Linked DNA regions of Sus scrofa: region 1 is linked to region 2. A link is a contact called in public Hi-C data. All regions are on one chromosome and are shown on one strand. Each heading gives the region's core, a stretch centred on a gene start, on an enhancer-like site or on the middle of the called end of the contact. The rest is flanking DNA. Distances are from core to core; before and after follow the strand shown. Region 1 overlaps LOC106510680 (a long non-coding RNA gene). Region 2 overlaps LOC106510680 (a long non-coding RNA gene).

Region 1 (5,431 bases), core at 2,155-4,654, 66 kb before region 2:
CCATAAATCTCTGAGAGATGCTTGCTGACATCCATGGTACTTTTCAGAGTGAGTTTACCAAGGTCATTCTTGCTGAGCTTCCTTTGAATTGGAGGCTACAGCTTACTGTCAGGCCCAGAGCCAGGCTCTTAATCATTGAGGAAACCAAAAGGTGAGGGGTGGGGAGGCTATGAAATGTACTGTCAGGCCCAGTCTCAGTGTCAAATGGAGCCCGGGAAGAAACCCTAAGCAGAATGGCAGCCCCTTGGGAGCCTTCCCCACGGCTGCTGCTTTCCCCTAATTACTTAGTCCTCCAGGGATTTCCTACCATTCACTGAATCAAATATAAACTCCTGGCCACTGTTTTCAAAGTCTTCTCATTATGCTTTAAACATCTGTGCATTATCTCCTAACCATTCTTAGATTTAGCCACAGTAGTCCTCTAATACCTTCATTTGGCTTTCTCCCTTCTAAAGCTTTGTTAACCTGTTGATGAATGACTGAGTTCTGTTGCTTTTAATTTTTTGTGGGCGACAAAAATACCAAAGGGCAGGAGAGGCCAGCAAGCTCTAAAGACATATTTGGGAGCCCTTTTGAAGCAACAGTGGGAGAGGGAATGAAATCCAACCAAGGTAAGGAATCTGGCTAATAGGAAGATTGACTCACTCTACCTGGGGAGCAAGGAAGGTATCTTGGAGCAGTTGCAGTTGCAATGAGAAGATTAGGGACCCTGGAGCCCTGGAGCTCTACTTTTAAGGTTTATAAATACTAATGTGTTCTTTCATTTGCTCCTCACTGAAGTGTCATGAGATAGACAAAGCAGGCGTTTTCATTCTAATTTTTGAGGTGATAAACTGAGATTCTGAGAGATTATAAGACCTTGGCCAGTAAGTCTGAACCTCAGTCTTATAAGTAATTATATCTGTTTTATGCCAGAGGTCAGCAATTTCTTTTGTAAAGGCCAAGATTAAAAATATTTTAGCCTTGGGAGTTCCCGTTGTGGCGCAGCAGAAATGAATCCGACTAGGAACCATGAATTTGCGGGTTCAATCCCTGGCTTGCTCAGTGGGTTAAGGATCCGGTGTTGCCATGAGCTCTGGTGTAGGTCGCAGATGCGGCTCAGATCTGATGTTGCTGTGGCTGTGGCATAGGTCGGCAGCTACAGCTCTGATTAGACCACTAGCCTGGGAACCTCCATATGCTGTGGGTGAGGCCCTAAAAAAAAATTTTTTTTTAGCCTTTATGGGCCATGTTGTCACTGTCACAAACACTCAAATCTGCCATTGTAGTATGGAAACATCCTTGGATATCCATAGACTATTGTCACAGAATGATGGGCATTGTTGCATTCCAATCAAGCCTTATTCATAAAAATAGGCAGCAGGTCGGATTTGGCCCATAGGCTGTAGTTTGCAGATCCCTATCCTATAACTTAAAGCTGTAATTGACCATATGTCAAGACTAAGGATTTATAGACTAACAAATACTTTTGTAAGTTTGAATTCTCAAAATGTAGATATTGAATAATGGAGTGCAAAGGAATACACCTTAACCTGATGTGACTCAGATAACAAGGAATGAACAGAGGGAAGCTTGCTAATGTGCGGGTTACTTAAGAGTGAGCGGACAGGAACTCAGGAGATACCCACAGAAGGTTAGGAAGGTGGATGATGTTGATGAGTTGGTTTTCCAGGTGCCTCTGAATGTGTGAGTGTCCTGGGAACTTCATGGATCTTTCTCAGCTCTCTTCCTTACTGCAGATTTGGTCACGCCTCAGCCGAGATATAGGCCCTATGGTTTCTACTCTGAGAGCTTCTCCCAGAAGCTGTCATCCCCCTTCTGATGTGACAGATGTCCAGAACTTGCTTCCTGAAGAGAAAAGGCAGGCTCTTCCTTCAGGTCAAGACCAGAAGCCTTGACAGGGGAGACAAGCCAGGAGACTTAATGGAAATAGATCTTTGCCTTTTTCCACCCATTTCTGGCTCTAATTGGATGATCTTATTATTTGGTGACAATTTCCTGCTCACCTGGCTAGCTAGATCTGCCTCAAAGCCTTGGAGGGAACGCAGGAGAAACTCAGACTAGAACTCACTCTAGATATTTTGTCTATATCTTCTAGAACAGTATCAGCTATGCTGATACTACAAACTCATCTGTCCGGTGGGATAAACCCCTAAAAATTGTAAATTTTTACTTATACTTGGGAAAATGGACTCATTAGCCAGGCCCTAGGAGTCTCAACCTCCTTCCATGGTCTTCAGTGTACATTAGCAGTCACATCTCACCCCCATTGCTCCCTGATATTTCTGCCACCTAAGGTGATTTTCCTGTATCCCATCCCTTCCTGTCCACCTAGCCAACCCCTGCTCCTCTATAAGGCCCAACTCATGACAGATTTGCTGCCTCCATCCAGTCCTTGACTGCTATACCATTCCTTTAGCATTTTATTGTAAGCTGTTTTGTGATCTCTCCTGTTTATTAAATTTTCATGTGTGTCTTGTTCTGCAATGAAAATTGAAGTACCTGGAGGCGTTGATTGGGTTTTGTCTATATCTTCTAGCTGATACTACAAACTCATCTGTCCGGTGGGATAAACCCCTAACTATGATCTTTCAATGAGCCTCTAACATGGAGAGTCTCTTGAGTGTCAAATGCTTATTTTGCTAGCTCTTTTGAGTGTCATTGCTCCCTTCTCTCTCAGAACCTAAGTTCCCTCAGGGGTGGTTGGAGGGCAAGAATGACAGCACATGTACAATTATCACTTTTCATTGATCCTCACTTTGTCCAAGTCTAGTTAGTGCTCTGTGAAATCCATGAGAGCAGAGGCTGTGTCTAACCACTAGACCATTTCTCACCATTCTATCCCCTTCATTTAGCGAGTGTCCAGCACATGGTAGATGCTTAATAATTATTGGGTGAATGAATAATTACTGGTTAAATAAAAGAATGAACGGACAGATATTGTCTTGATCTGGTTCTGGGTGACTCTCTTGCCCTGTAGGAAGGGGGCTGGTTGTCAAGAAGTGAGGAGATAGCCTTTGTTATCTCTCCTCAGTAGAACATCTCAGCCCCTTGCATTTTGCTCTCGCATGGGGCCCATCAGACTACACGCAAGCAGATTTTTTTTTTTTTTTGCTTTTTAGGTCTGCACTCGCGACATATGGAGTTCCTAGGCTAGGGGTCTAATCAGAGCTACAGCTACCATCATACACTGCAGCCACAGCAACTTGGGATCCAAGCCACAACTTTGACCTACACTACAGCTCACAGCAGCAATGCTGGATCCCCAACCCACTAAGTAAGGCTGGGGATTGAACCTGAATTCTGATGGATACTAGTTGTATTCATTTCCACTGAGCCATGGTGGGAACGCCCTGCAAACAGATGGCCAATCTCAACTTACCAGATCCCCAAAGACTGGATCAGCCTTGTTCTCTCAGCAGGTAATACACAGAGGTCAAACAACTAAAGTTACTCTCTGAGGCTACACCTCCTAATATAACCAAGTAGAGCTTGCTTCATAGCTCACTGATGTGTGTTCCCTTCTTTATCCAGCACAAGCCTGAAAATTCTTCCATAGGGTGGGTGGGTCACACGTGTAAGTAAGTGCTCAGTGGTGACCATTTCCTTTTTGATTATTACCTAAAAATTAATTTAAGGCATCAAATAATATATAATATATAAATAGCTACTTAATTAATGGTAAAATGTTTAATTTTTTTGAATAATGCTTTGATACAAGTATTTTCTTCTTTGAGGCCTTATGTAATAATTCACTGAAAAGGGTCGCTGTATTTATTTAATTGGCACTTATGCATACTTACCACAAGGTGGCAGCATAGTAGCCCCTACTTGCTTGTTAGGGACATGGATATCTTTTAGATTGAGATTGTGGAGAATTTTTTTTCTCCCCCCTTAAATTTCCAAAATCTAACATCATATCCATATGACCTAGTTTGTAGTTATGTAGACTTTGTAATGATACACATACAAAGAAGTCCAAGTTGCACAAAATTCTCACATACAACCTGTCCCATGTGAGAAGCTGAATATTCTGTACATTCTGTCCAGCACTTAATCATGTGTGAATCTTATCTATTAATAATTATGAAATCTCTTGTATAAGTAGGAAAAATCAATCTAAAACTTGTAAATGGAACTTTTAAGGCACTATATCAAGAGTAACCCCTTGCAGGGAAGATATTATTATTGCGGACAGTATGCTGCATTGGTTCTTAACTGGGATAGGGATGGTCTCTATTAGAAAGAATATCTAAATGAGGCTGGGGGAGAGTGTCTATGGATATTGTCATTATCTTCTGGCTACAAGCATTTACTGAGCACAAGTTGTCTATTATTTCATTGTCTGTAAGACTGACTGTTTTCATATAAGAGCTTAAGACCCAATGTTATAAACAGCAGAGAAAAACTCAGCAAACAAGTGAAAAGACAAGTACTATGACAATTACCTGAGAGGAAGGACAGAAGAAGGAAGAAACATTGATGTTTTATGTTTTGCCAGAGGATGAGAGAAGACAGTAGAAACAGTATGGAACAGTCAAAAGATGATGGGAATAATAAGGAGACCCAGTATTGTCTTGGCTCTGCCCCTCACCATTCTTGGCCACTTTAGTTTCCTCATGTGTAGAAAGAAGCATTTGCACTTGGATCTTGGAAACATTACAGGAATATGTCTTGTCAATAGTTGATGTTAATGGATACTCTTCAAAAAGGATTTGTGTTGAATAAGTTTGAGGAAAACAAATTATTTTATTGTGTCTCATCCCCTCCCCTTCCGCCTCAGAGAGTCACATGTATGTTAGTATATTAAAGGTCTGAAGTGAGGAAACTGGCTTAACGTTGTTTAACCTGCCATTTCAAACTTAATTTAATCATTGAACACAATTCTTCCCTTCACTGCACCCAAGAAACAGCAATTAACATTGCATAGAATATTAATGATCTTTAGTAGATCATTTGGGAGCCACTGAATGAAGAAGTCTTTAAAGCCTGTCTAGCCCTAAGATTTAGATCAGAAGCTCCTGGAAGGCAGGGAACCATGTCTGGCTTACTCCTTAGGCCTACTGCTTGGCAAAAGTGACCAATAATATTTGCAAAATCATTGAATGAATGTGACAATATTGGTTTTTCCCCTCCCTCTCCTTCTAGGAAGCATGGGCTATGTCTATCTCCCTTCTGAAGTCATGTACATCTCAAATTAGAGCAACTTCAGCTAGGGAAAGGAGACAAAGACTTTTTCAGTCTAAAAACATAGGGGAATTGTGCAGTCTTTCTTGGTGATGTGAAAGTGTGATTATCTTGACGATAAGTGACCCTAATAGAATTTGTTTTCCATTTCTTCCTCTGTTTTCACGAGTGGAAGTCTTATCTAGATCTATCTAGGAAAAATGCAAAATCAGATAGACGGAAATGACTGACAAAAATATTCTGA
Region 2 (5,957 bases), core at 1,977-4,476:
GGGAGAAAATGTTTGAGATCCCTCTTTTCCCTTCCAAATTTTAAATATGTTTCCCTATTATCTTCTGAAATTTACTGTCACATCAAAAAAATTAGGGTACCCTTTATAAATTCTTTATAATTTTTTTCTTTGAATTTAAGTAGCAGTTCTTCTGCACGATATTATTATTTGCATTTTTGGACCACTCTCCAGTGATAACTTTTAAAGTGATAATAACAATATTTTGCGATTATTGTGGTACCTTTCTTTCTTTTTCTTTTGCTTTGTTTTGTTTTGCTTTTTAGGGCTGTATGTGCAGCACAAGGAAGTTCCCAGATTAGGGGTTGAATTGGAGCTACAGCTGCCAGCCTACACCACAGCCACAGCAATGAGGGATCTGAGCTGCATCTGCAACCTATACCACAGCTCATGGCAACACCAGATCCTTAACCCACTGATCGAGGCCAGGGATCAAACCTGCATCCTCATGGATACTAGTCAGGTTCATAACCTGCTGAGATACAATGGGAACTCCAATATATTATTTAAAAAAAAATGGAGTATCTAGATTCGGGCTTCATAATTTTAATCTTTTCTGGGAATATAATGAATCTTTTCAACATGTATGCGTAGGCTTTCTGTAAGTCACCTACTATATGATAGGAACTGTGTCAAGTGCTGAGGATATAGCGGTGAACATGTCATATGATTCAAGAAATTTAAAAATATTTTAACAACTTTATTGAAGTGTAACATATACTTTAATATTCATTCATTTTAGGTGTACAACTTAATGATTTTAAGAGTTCTGCCACCCTTACCACAACTCCAAAGACAGAACATTTGCATCATTCCAGAAATATCTCTTGTACCCATTTGCAGTCACTTCCCATTCCCATCAATTCCTAGTCCCAGGAAGCCATGATTCTACTTCTGTATATAGATTTACCTTTTCTGAATATTTTATATAAATAGAATAATATAATATGTGATATTTTGCATCTGGTTTCTTTAACTTAGCCTAATGTTTCCAACAATCATCCATTTTGTAGTGTGGATCAGTATTTCATTCCTTTTTATGGCTGAATAATTTTCCACTCTATAGATTTTCTTGTTTTCAACCTTTTTGTATCATGTAATGGTCACATTCTCTTATTTGATTTACAGCTTAGAGGGCAACTTTTCAGTGGCTACTGGTCCAATTTCCAGTTTCTAGCAGGCATTCTCCTGTGCCAAGTTTGCTTTATTAAAGTGGTATCTTTTCTTACTCTTATGTTTCTTCAATACTCAGAAGTGATGGAGTACACAAACACCTACCCTCAGAAAAAAGCTAGAGAAGTTTTTCCCATCTTTGCCCTTGGTTGGAAGCACAAAAATGCCAACACTGATTTTCCACCTTACATATTGCACAATTTTTTCCCTAGAAGTTGTGTTCTCTGAATGCATGTAAGACTATGGGCATGAGAAAAAGATGTAGAATATTTCTCTGGCTGCCTCATAAATCTGCATCTGTGTAATAAAGAAATTGTAAAATTTTCTAAATCCACGTTGCATTAGAGCCCTGAATAATAGGGCAGGAAGTGGACGGAGTATGGTATGTATTTTTCTTTTTTTTTTTCAGTTGGACTTTATTTCATAAGAAGTCTGGATATAACTTCATTCCATAAATGATGATTCTCAGGTCAGTGCTCTCATGTTACTGGATGCTATTTTCATGATAGGGATACCAACCTTTTTGTCATTAAGGAGCTTATGTAATTTTTCTTTTTTGAGTTTCATGTTTTCCAATATTTTTCTTCTTTCAAACTACAGTTTTAAGGAATAATTAATCCCCAATAATTGATTTATCAAAATCATGTATGATGCTAACCAGAGTTCCTGATAAATATGAGACAATCAGGATTATTCAAAGGACTTGGTAAAACTCAAAACCAAAGAAGGGGGACCATTTAGCTATTGCAGCCTTTGTGGGAGATGTAAAATTTCCATTAAGGTTTTTGAAACATGGACACTCTAGCTGAACACCCCATTTTTAATTTTGTGAAAGCCTAGAGGTCTGGGGACTTATGGTTGGGAATTGTTGCATCTTCAGAGATCTGAAGTGACAGATATTGGGCAGAGATTGGGTTGGTCAGCATGGACAGACAGCAAACTCCTACTGTGCTGGTGTGTATTTAAGAGACCAGGGTCCCCACTTTAAGCTTTAAACTAGACTAAACACAGGGTATACCGATCTGACAGATTAAGCAGATTATTATCTAACTGTGAAGAGTAACATCATGATTGTTTTCAGTTCAGCATTTATTTAAAAAATATATATAAATATATATGTATATTACATGAATGTGTACACACACACAATCTGAATTAGTTTCAATAAAACCTGCATCAGTGCAGAGGTACTCATGGAGTGCCTTCAATAAAAAAGTCACTGTATGTTATGCGATAACATTGAACAGACTCCAGACAGCCTCTTATCTTAGATATACAACAACGTAGCATAACTCAAGCCTAAAGGAGAAGTTAAAGCATTAGGTAACGGTAGCAACAGTAGCATGTTAGTGGAGTAATAACTCTCCTGGAGGATAACCCAGGATGGGTTTTATTGAATTCAGTTTATTTAGCTGGGATAAACCTAGATAGGCATCTCATTTACAAGAAGGTGTTAGCAAGAGGGCAGGTTATTACAAGAACATTTAGAAGATAAGCAATAGAAAATTGAATAAAATCAGAGATCAGGAAGGGAGCAGAAGTTGTTCCTGATTCAACTTCTTGTCTTGGACAGGTCTATATTTACTCCAGCTGAGAAAAATAATAATTGCCTTCTTAGACATCCATAGGGATGAATGGCATGTGAGCTCTTTTAGGAATCAGAGTTACCTTTCTTGATAAGCTTGCTTTGTGGCTAATTCAAGTTTCTTTTTCTTGTAATTTCTGCTCTTTGGAGGATTAGAATAGTTATTTCTTCATAACAATTCTTTTAAAAACGTGACAACAGTTATCATCCCTTAGCTTCCCCAGCTCCTCACACAAACTAACTGTAAAATAGAATTAATGCTATTTTTCTACCCCTTTAATTGTTGTTTTTCTGTTTTCAAAGGTTGTTGTCTTCTCTCCTTTCTTCTTTTCTGCCTTCCTCCCTCTCTTCCCTCCTTTCCTTTTCAAATGTAAATCTGACAGATGTTTACTGAGCCTTTGTCCTAAGCCTGCTGCTGAGGGGGTAGATACATGGACTCCACCCCTTGGAGTAACTCCTGAATCTTAAGGTCTGAAGGAAGCTTCGTCCAAGAGATCAGACCAACCGGTATGGCTAGTGGAAACATTCTAGTTGGTGGTTTTGGTTCTACACGTATCCTTTATGACACAGAAGAGTCATGTGCCAGCTGAGCTGTCATTGCAGTAAAGTGCCATGCACAGAGGACTGCATTTTATATATTGACCAATTGAAGATGTGTCCCTCCACTCACCAGTGTCTCCTACTCCTGTGTGTGTAGTTTCTAACATGTGTGTGTGTGTGTGTGTGTGTGTGTAAAGAGTGGTGGTAGTACATGGGAAAAATATGTGCATAAATGGAGGATGTTATTGTGATATATTAAGGGATAAATTTTTGGTTTTGGTATTTCGTTTTTACCTAGACTTCTCTTCCTTCCCTTGAGGACTTGGGTTCTCTCTAAAGCTGCTTTCTCTTGCATAGACCTTTATTTGGAAGTTGGTTTTCTAGAGAAAATAAGTCTATCTGCACACTGTCTAACTCTTTTGGATACTTCTTCTTTTCTCTTATCCCATTTAAGCTCTTTCATATATTTTCATTAAAAAAAAACTTTCTTTTCTTTCTTTCTTTCTTTCTTTTTTTTTTTTTTTTTTTTTTTTTTTTTTGTCTTTTGTCTTTTGAGGCCTGCACCTGCAGCATATGGAGGTTCCCAGGCTAGCGGTCTAATCAAAGCTCTTGCTGCTGGCCTCTGCCACAGCCACAGTAACACCAGACCTGAGCTGCGTCTGCGACCTACACCACAGCTCATGGCAACACCGGATCCTTAATCCACTGAGCGAGGCCAGGGATCAAACCCGCAACCTCATGGTTCCTTGTCGGATTCGTTTCCACTGCACCACTATGGGAACTCCGTCTTTTCTTAAACTCTTAGAATATCAAATTAGTGACTGCTTCTATCAAATTGAAGCAGTCACTAATTTAATTAAATAACCAAACTACTTGATCAAGCTACAATTTACATGCCATTAAATTCACCCAATTAAGGCATGCAATTCATGATTTTTCATAAATTTACCAAGTTGTGTAATCATCCCCATCATCTAGTCACAGAACATTCCCATCGCTCCAGTAAGGTCCCATACTCCCATTTTCAGTTAATCCCCATTCCAAGCCTCGGCCCCAGGCAAATACTGTTTTACCTTCTGTCTCTATTGGTTTACCTTTGCAGAACCTTTCATATAAATGGAATCATACATTATAGGGTTTTTTGGCGTGGCTTCTCTCACTTGGGATATCGTAGCTTGTATTAGTATTTTATTCCTGTTTAGTTTGCTGAATAGCGTTCAGCTGTATGGCTGTACCAGATTTTATTGACCAGTCATCTTATCTATTGACTTTTAAATCCTCTGTTAATTTTTTTTCTCCCTCCTAACTTGCTCTCTCCCAATAAAGAGTCCTATAGACTGCACTGTCAGACATATTCCAGAATCCCATCTCTGGCCATGCCCAATGGTTATTTTTCTAGGAGAATCTGATTGAAGTCTTTAAAACACTGTTAGCTCTTCAGGTTGTCTCTGTGTAGATGGGGAGCAGGTGTGGGGGGTGGACAGAAAATTCTCACCCACTTTTCATTTTGGATTTGGAAGTTGAGAAAGAGTCTAATTCTATTAGTATATTTACATTTTAAACAGAGGGATACACTCTGATGTCTGGGAAAGGGGCATAAATTAGAGTCATCAGAACATACTACCCACATGAATGCGTATGCTCAGTTGGTTACCTTTCAGTGACTGCTGTGCCCATTATCAGCCATATTTTGGTTTTGTGGTATGTGGCATGCACTCAAGATTTAAGGTGTTAGAGACATTTCCTTCTTTCAGTGTAAATCAGGGTGACCCAACGTCTCTGAAAGGTAAATACTAACCCTCTCTCTCATTTGAAAGAGTTATTGAGCCATGTTTACAGTGGGTCCCCTTTGTCTGCAGTGCACATACTTCACATTTTCTTAAAGGGAATGGGCTACCTGCCAATGACATTTCACAGTTCTCAAGCTGCACGGTTTCTTCAGGAATATAATTCCTCATCTGCTTTGCCTTTTCCCTTTGAGTTTTGCGTTTCATCCTTGCTCTGTGCAATACACCAATCAACACAAATTCAGGCAACTCCTCATTTCTCCTTCCTTTGATGACCTTGAAGCTCTTCATCTGGCCAGTCGATCACGCCCAGAGGAATGCAGTGGGACGTGCCTCTGCAGTGGTGCAGGGAAGCCCAGCCTGCCTCTGTATTGTATAATTTCTCCCTTCTCTTTGTGATATCCCTGTTGCTATTCCTTTCCCACCTTAAAACAAAATGAAACAAAACAAGACAAAGCAAAAACCCAAGGATACGAATAACTTGAAATGAACTAAATTTGTCATTGTTTTGACAGGAAAACTTCATACAGATACAAGCAATAATCTGCTCATACACATTACAATCTCTTACACAATAACTTCTCTTTCATCATTCTTCTCTGCTTGGCTACCTTCTCATCCCCACCCTATTTTGTACCCATGAAAAGAAGCCAAGAGAGCTTCCCTTTGTTTTGCTTTTGTTTTTATTTTCTGGGCTTCCATCTGGGTCCCAGCCTAGGGCAACCAGCTGGAGGGCACATTTGCTGGTAACTGCTGTAGAGGGAGCTCTGGTGTTTTATATGTGCAGCTTGTGGCTTTCTCACAGCATTCCACGGTGAGTGATTCTGTAAAAAGCAAATTGGCTTTCCTCTGAG

The links. A called contact is a pair of places that touch in the nucleus more often than the background predicts.
Region 1: a contact with region 2 is called in a Hi-C map of omental adipose tissue, with 1.8 times the contacts expected there. The contact joins two enhancer-like sites. A contact is called at or near these places in 4 of 47 Hi-C or Micro-C datasets (alveolar macrophages, heart right ventricle, omental adipose tissue and 1 more).

The regions. Positions count from the first base shown.
Region 1 is chr6:107,771,319-107,776,749 of Sscrofa11.1, reverse strand. All of the region lies in intron 2 of LOC106510680 (a long non-coding RNA gene), which reads left to right. Among named protein-coding and RNA genes, the nearest start is that of RBBP8, 150 kb to the left of the region's middle. Within about 2 kb of position 3,404, at least 2 of the 83 cell types and tissues checked have an H3K27ac peak or open chromatin away from gene starts, as enhancers often do. A contact at or near this core is called in omental adipose tissue, where this site is marked.
Region 2 is chr6:107,704,475-107,710,431 of Sscrofa11.1, reverse strand. All of the region lies in intron 3 of LOC106510680 (a long non-coding RNA gene), which reads left to right. Among named protein-coding and RNA genes, the nearest start is that of RBBP8, 220 kb to the left of the region's middle. Within about 2 kb of position 3,226, at least 1 of the 83 cell types and tissues checked has an H3K27ac peak or open chromatin away from gene starts, as enhancers often do. A contact at or near this core is called in omental adipose tissue, where this site is marked.